Linked DNA regions of Sus scrofa: region 2 is linked to region 1. A link is a contact called in public Hi-C data. All regions are on one chromosome and are shown on one strand. Each heading gives the region's core, a stretch centred on a gene start, on an enhancer-like site or on the middle of the called end of the contact. The rest is flanking DNA. Distances are from core to core; before and after follow the strand shown.

Region 1 (2,700 bases), core at 123-2,622:
CTCCCCTCACACAATGGTTGAGCTGGGGTGGGGACCAGAGGCCAAGAAGAGTCCTGGGCATGTGCCCCATGTCACCTAATACTAGGAATCACTCCCCAACCTGGCTCCAACCCCAGAAGCAGAGCCCCCGGTGCTTGCTGGGGCCTGGGGTTGGGCAGGCAGGGAGAGCTGGCTGTGGTTTGGTCCCAAGGGGTGGAGAAATGGGGCAGCCCCGTGCAGCTCACTTGTGGGTATCCTGTGGGAAGGGGTGGATCCTCGTGACCTCAGGCATTTCCCCACTTTAAAGGCCACCAGCAGCTCCAGCTCACATTAGACCCCTGGCCTGGGGACTTTCATATGCCGTGGGTGCGGCTGAAAAAGAAGAGAAAAAAAAAATGTGTTAGATATGAAATGCATTTGGGAGTTCCCGCTGTGGGTTGACAAGATGGGGTTTGTCACTGTGGAGGCACCGGTTGGATTCCCAGCCAGGTGCAGTGAGTTAAGGATCTGGTGTTGCCGCAGCTGCAGCGTACTTCACAGCTGCAGCTCGAATTCAATCCTTGGAACTTGCCAGGAACTTCCATATGCCATGAATGTGGCAAAAAAAGCCTAAATAAATAAATAAATGCCACTAGCCTTGTGGGAGACCCACCCTCCACTGTGCTTTAGGACACTGTTTGAGGGTGGTGAACAGCACCCTTGGGTGGCTCTTCTTCTTGCCCAATTCAACCTCAGTTTCCTCAAATGTAGCAGCTGGAAGGAAGGGGACCACTGTGGGTCTGGAGACTCCTAGTCTTGATCCCACCTAACCCCTCCCCACAGGTCACCTCCCCAAGGGTCTTTGTCCAAGGGCTCAAGTGACAAAACCTGGGCTCCAGTGGCCTTTTATTATGGTAATTCTCAAATCTCCAGAAAGGCTGGAGGCTGGCACAGGAGGGGCCCCACTTCCTGGGCCCCAGTGTCAGTGGTCACCGCCCCGCTATGCCTCTGGACAGAGGCGAACGCAAGCGCCAGAAGGCTCCTTGCCAAGGTTGCCCGCAGAGGCCCCGGGCCCGCAGCTGGGCTCGGTGACCTTGGGCGCGTCCTTCCCCTTCGCGGGCCTCAGTTTCCCCTTCTGGAACTAGGCTTAATCGGGTCTACAAGGCCTCAAGCTGCGCGACCTTGGGCCGTCCCCGACCCAGAGGCCTCAGTTTCCCCGGCGCGGGACCTGGGCGGGGCGCGCCCGGTGTGGGCGCGGGCAGAGGCGGGGCTCCCGCCCCCGCCCCTCCCCCGCAGCCGCAGCTCCGCCCCCCGCGGTTCTGCCCCGCCCTACCCCCGCCTCCCCCCCCCCTCGGGCTCGGGCCGGCGGCGGCGGCGGCGGCTCCGCTCCGCACTGCCCGGCGCCGCCTCGCCATGGACGCGCGCGGGGGCGGCGGGCGGCCCGGGGAGAGCCCGGGCGCGACCCCCGCGCCGGGGCCGCCGCCGCCGCCGCCGCCCGCGCCCCCCCAGCAGCAGCCGCCGCCGCCGCCACCGCCCGCGCCCCCTCCGGGCCCCAGCCCAGCGCCCCCTCCGCAGGCGCCCCGGACAGAGGCGGCTCCCCCGGAGGCGGCGGACGAGGGCGGCCCGCGGGCCCGGCTCCGCAGCCGCGACAGCTCGTGCGGCCGCCCGGGCACCCCGGGCGCGGCGAGCACGGCCAAGGGCAGCCCGAATGGCGAGTGCGGGCGCGGCGAGCCGCAGTGCAGCCCCGCGGGGCCCGAGGGCCCGGCGCGGGGCCCAAGGTGTCGTTTTCGTGCCGCGGAGCGGCCTCAGGGCCCGCTCCGGGCCCGGGGCCGGGGCCGGCGGACGAGGCGGGCAGCGAGGAGGCGGGCCCGGCTGGGGAGCCGCGCGGCAGTCAGGCCAGCTTCATGCAGCGCCAGTTCGGCGCGCTCCTTCAGCCGGGCGTCAACAAGTTCTCGCTGCGGATGTTCGGCAGCCAGAAGGCCGTGGAGCGGGAGCAGGAGCGCGTCAAGTCAGCGGGGGCCTGGATCATCCACCCGTACAGCGACTTCAGGTACAGTCACCCACCCACTCGGAGGGCGGGCTGGCCCGCGCGGAGGGGCACAGCGAACGGACGCGTGCGGGGGCTGTCCTTGGAGCGCTTCAGGGAGGGCGGGGCGGCGCGCCCCGTGGGTGACCTCGGGGCCCCTCAGTGACCTCGGGCGCGTCCGGACCCGCCCCGAAATGACCTGGGGGCGCGAGACTCCGCCCTTGGAGGGGCACTGGGGGGCGCACGCAGGCTCCCTTGGGGACCCCGGCGCGCCCCCTCCCACGCATCCTGACATTCCCCGCCCTTTGGGGTGGGCTCACGTCAAGCGCTGCGGGACAAGGGTCTGAGCGCTCAGGGGCGGAGAGGACAAATAGAGGGGAACGTGGGCGCGGGGGAGGCGGCAGAGCGGAAGCAAGGAGGGAGGAAGGAAGGGCGCCTGGGAAGGACGCGCCCTGGAGAGGCTGGCGGAGAAAGGGTTAAGCAGACACGGCGGGTCCCACGGTCTCCACCTGCGCCCCACGCCGCAAGGAGGCGCGTCCTGGGTCGCTGGGCCTGGGTATCCTGCGAGGAGGGGGCGCTGAGTGTGCTGGTGTCTCCAGGCTGTCTTCCTTGAGCCGCATCTGCCGTATCAGCCGGGTAGTGTGTCCAGGTGTCAGTGGTTGATGTGGTTTAAGCTGGTTGATGCGTGCAAAGTCTCAGGGCAAGGCCTTGCGGAA
Region 2 (2,821 bases), core at 125-2,624, 37 kb before region 1:
GCCAGAAAATGGGCAGGCAGAAACCTGGGATGTCCACAACCTCAGGACGTTGCAGAGCCTGAGATGCAGGCTGTCTTGGGAGACAAAGCCTCAGTGGGACCGAATGCAGAGTATGTAAACCTGGTACCTCCCTTTACCTATTCCCCACCCACCCAATAATTCCTGCCATATACATGGGGATACATCTTGGGAAACTTCTCTGGAAGAATCATAATTAATTCTAATTACTATTTATCAGCAAGCTGCCACTGACCAACACTATGACATTGGTGTCACTGGCAGAGAACAAGGGACAGAGAATACTTGGAACTCTGGACAAAGTGTGTGTGGCCCATCCTATAGGGGAGGCCCCTCCAGGTCCCCTGGTGTGCAGGGCAAGCCCCTGTATTGATGAGAGCCACTGAAGCTACTGCTCTGCCCATGGCTCTTCCTCAGGCTCCTTTGCTCATTCCCAGAGATGACATTTTTTTTTTCTCCAGATTTACCTGCCTGTCCTCAGCTGGGGCCAGCCCAGGGCCAGGTGACAGGCAGGCGGGGGAGGGAATCAGCTCTGCCCAGCCTCAAGTGTTGGTGCAGCTGCTGGCTGCCCGGGTCACCTGCCAGCAAGGCCATCACAGGCCACGGGGGCCATGCCCACCCTCGTGGGGAGCTGTCACCTGCGGACCTGCAAGGCTAAAGACCAGGTCCGAGCGCGCGCACATACACACCTCTCCGACCCAGAGCTGTGTGGGTGTCTGGGCCAGAGTGCTGTCAGGTCAGCCAGGCGGGGTCGGAAGGTGGAGGGAAGCCCAGACCCCCCCACCCCCCGGCTAGCTGGAGTCAAAGGTCAGCCTGATATGGACACAGCTGGGGTCAAGTTTTTATCTGGGGTTTGGCCAGAACAGGTCCCGAGACTGTGGGGCAGAGCACACCCTAAGTGGGAAGACGGCCGGAAGTGGAGGGACCCTCTTGGCTGGCCCGAGGCAGCCTGGGCCCGGGTCATGAGTATGGAAACTGAGGCTCGAGCCGGCCCCGCCCCGGCCCCGCCCCGCGCCGGGACGTCACAAAAAGGCCCAAAAGGGCCGCGAGCCGGGCGGGGCAGCGCAGCGCAGCCCTGCCCGCGGCCCCGCGCACAGGCATCAGGGGAGCTCGTAGAGCCGGGGCGGCGGAGGCCTCCCAGGGCCTCGGAAGCGCCAAGGCGCCTGCGCGCGCGGCCCCCGGCTCCCGGCGGCGCGCTCGGCGGCCGGGGGAGGGATCGCTTCCCATCGTGCCCCGCGGGCGGGCGCGCAGGCGCGGTCGGGGCAGGCTGCGCGCAGGCGCGGGCGGCGGCGGGGGCGGGGCGCGGCGGCCGAGGCGAGGGCCGGGCGGCGGCGCAGAGCGAGTGGAGCCCCCGGGTGCCCCGGGCGGCGGCGGCGGCGGCGGCGGCGGCGGCGCAGAGGAGGAAGGCGGCCCCGGCCCCGGCCCGTCCCGCGGTCCCGCGGCCCCGCGGCCCCGCGCGCCCCCTGCCCCGGCCCCGGACCCGGGCCCGTCCGCCGCCGCCATGGCCCGGCCGCTGGTGCCCAGCTCGCAGAAGGCGCTGCTGCTGGAGCTCAAGGGGCTGCAGGAGGAGCCGGTGGAGGGCTTCCGGGTGACCCTGGTGGACGAGGGCGATCTGTACAACTGGGAGGTGGCCATCTTCGGGCCCCCCAACACCTACTACGAGGGCGGCTACTTCAAGGTGAGCAGCGAAGAGGGGGGCGGGCGAGCGACCCTGCTCCGGGTCCTCGGGGCCCCTCCTCCACCTCTGCTCCCTGCCCGCTCCCCTCGCGGGGCCCCCTCCCTCTGCTCCACTGCCTGGCCGCCTCCGGAGAGTTCGGGGCTCTCAGTCACCCCTTCTTCCCCGTCTGGCCTCAGGAGTCCCCGAGAAGCGCCCATCCCCTCTAAGCCCGCTTCAGGCCCCCGAGAGGAAACCTAGGACCCTCCGTGTTTCTCTGGGTGCAGGGTTCTTGCTTCCCCCAGCCCTTAGTGTTCCCCGCCTCCCGGCCCTGCTCGCTGCTCAGAGGAGACAAAAAAGCCTCCCCACAACCAGCCAATACTGTTGCGGGGAGCGCCGGCTTAGGAAGGGAGGGAGTGGGGGAGGGAGGCCCGCTGGCCTGGGGACTGGCTCGGCCTCCTGCTCGGGTTCCAACAGAGGCCAGGATGGGGCCTTGGCAGCAGGGACCTGCTTGGAAAGCGTCCACCCTTGCCGATAGCAGCCGGCCAGGCCCTCTTGACTTCATCCTGAGCTTTATGTAACCTGCTCTCTCTGACGGTCACTCCCACCCTCCTCCCTGTCCCTGGAAACCACGGAGCAGAACCCACCCCAGGTTCCACCTCAGAAGGTTGGGGTCCTGGCCTTTTTCAGGTTCCAATGAGTCGTTGGCTTCTTGGGCCCGAATCTCAAGCTCTCGTGGTTTCTGGGCCCTCGGTGGTGGCCCGAATCTCAAGCTCTCGTGGTTTCTGGGCCCTCGGTGGTGGCTTAAATCCAAGCAGTTCTCTCTTGTTGTCAGAGCTGGGAGGCAAGTGTTTTCCTGGGGACTTGTGTGTCATGGACTCCAGCCAAAACCTGGGGAGGATCTGAGTCTAGCCGTGGTCTTGAGGGACCCCTCCCAGATCAAAAGGACTTTGCTCCTTGAGCCAGAGGGACAAGGCAGGGGGTCTCCTTGGGTGAGAGATGGGGCCTGAACCATCAGCTGGGAACGAACACACACACACACACCCTGCCAAGAGCCCTGCAGGCCTGGCTGGGAGGCCTGGGTTGGGGGGTGGGGAGGCTGATGCCGCCTGGACAGATTCTGTGTTTGCACTTTTGGCTAGTTCAGCA

What was found. A called contact is a pair of places that touch in the nucleus more often than the background predicts.
Region 2: a Hi-C map of embryonic fibroblasts shows a contact between it and region 1, with 1.6 times the contacts expected there. The contact joins the promoter of CDC34 here to the promoter of HCN2 in region 1. A contact is called at or near these places in 1 of 5 promoter capture datasets (liver), 4 of 47 Hi-C or Micro-C datasets (blood, embryonic fibroblasts, heart right ventricle and 1 more) and 1 of 2 datasets of contacts at active chromatin or transcription factors (skeletal muscle).

Annotation. Positions count from the first base shown.
Region 1 is chr2:77,729,553-77,732,252 of Sscrofa11.1, reverse strand. HCN2 (potassium/sodium hyperpolarization-activated cyclic nucleotide-gated channel 2) reads left to right here and starts at 1,372. Exons shown (of 9, transcript XM_021084305.1): 1 at 1,372-1,723; 2 at 1,726-2,008. The coding sequence starts at 1,372.
Region 2 is chr2:77,766,885-77,769,705 of Sscrofa11.1, reverse strand. CDC34 (ubiquitin-conjugating enzyme E2 R1) reads left to right here and starts at 1,374. Exons shown (of 5, transcript XM_021084306.1): 1 at 1,374-1,696. The coding sequence starts at 1,520.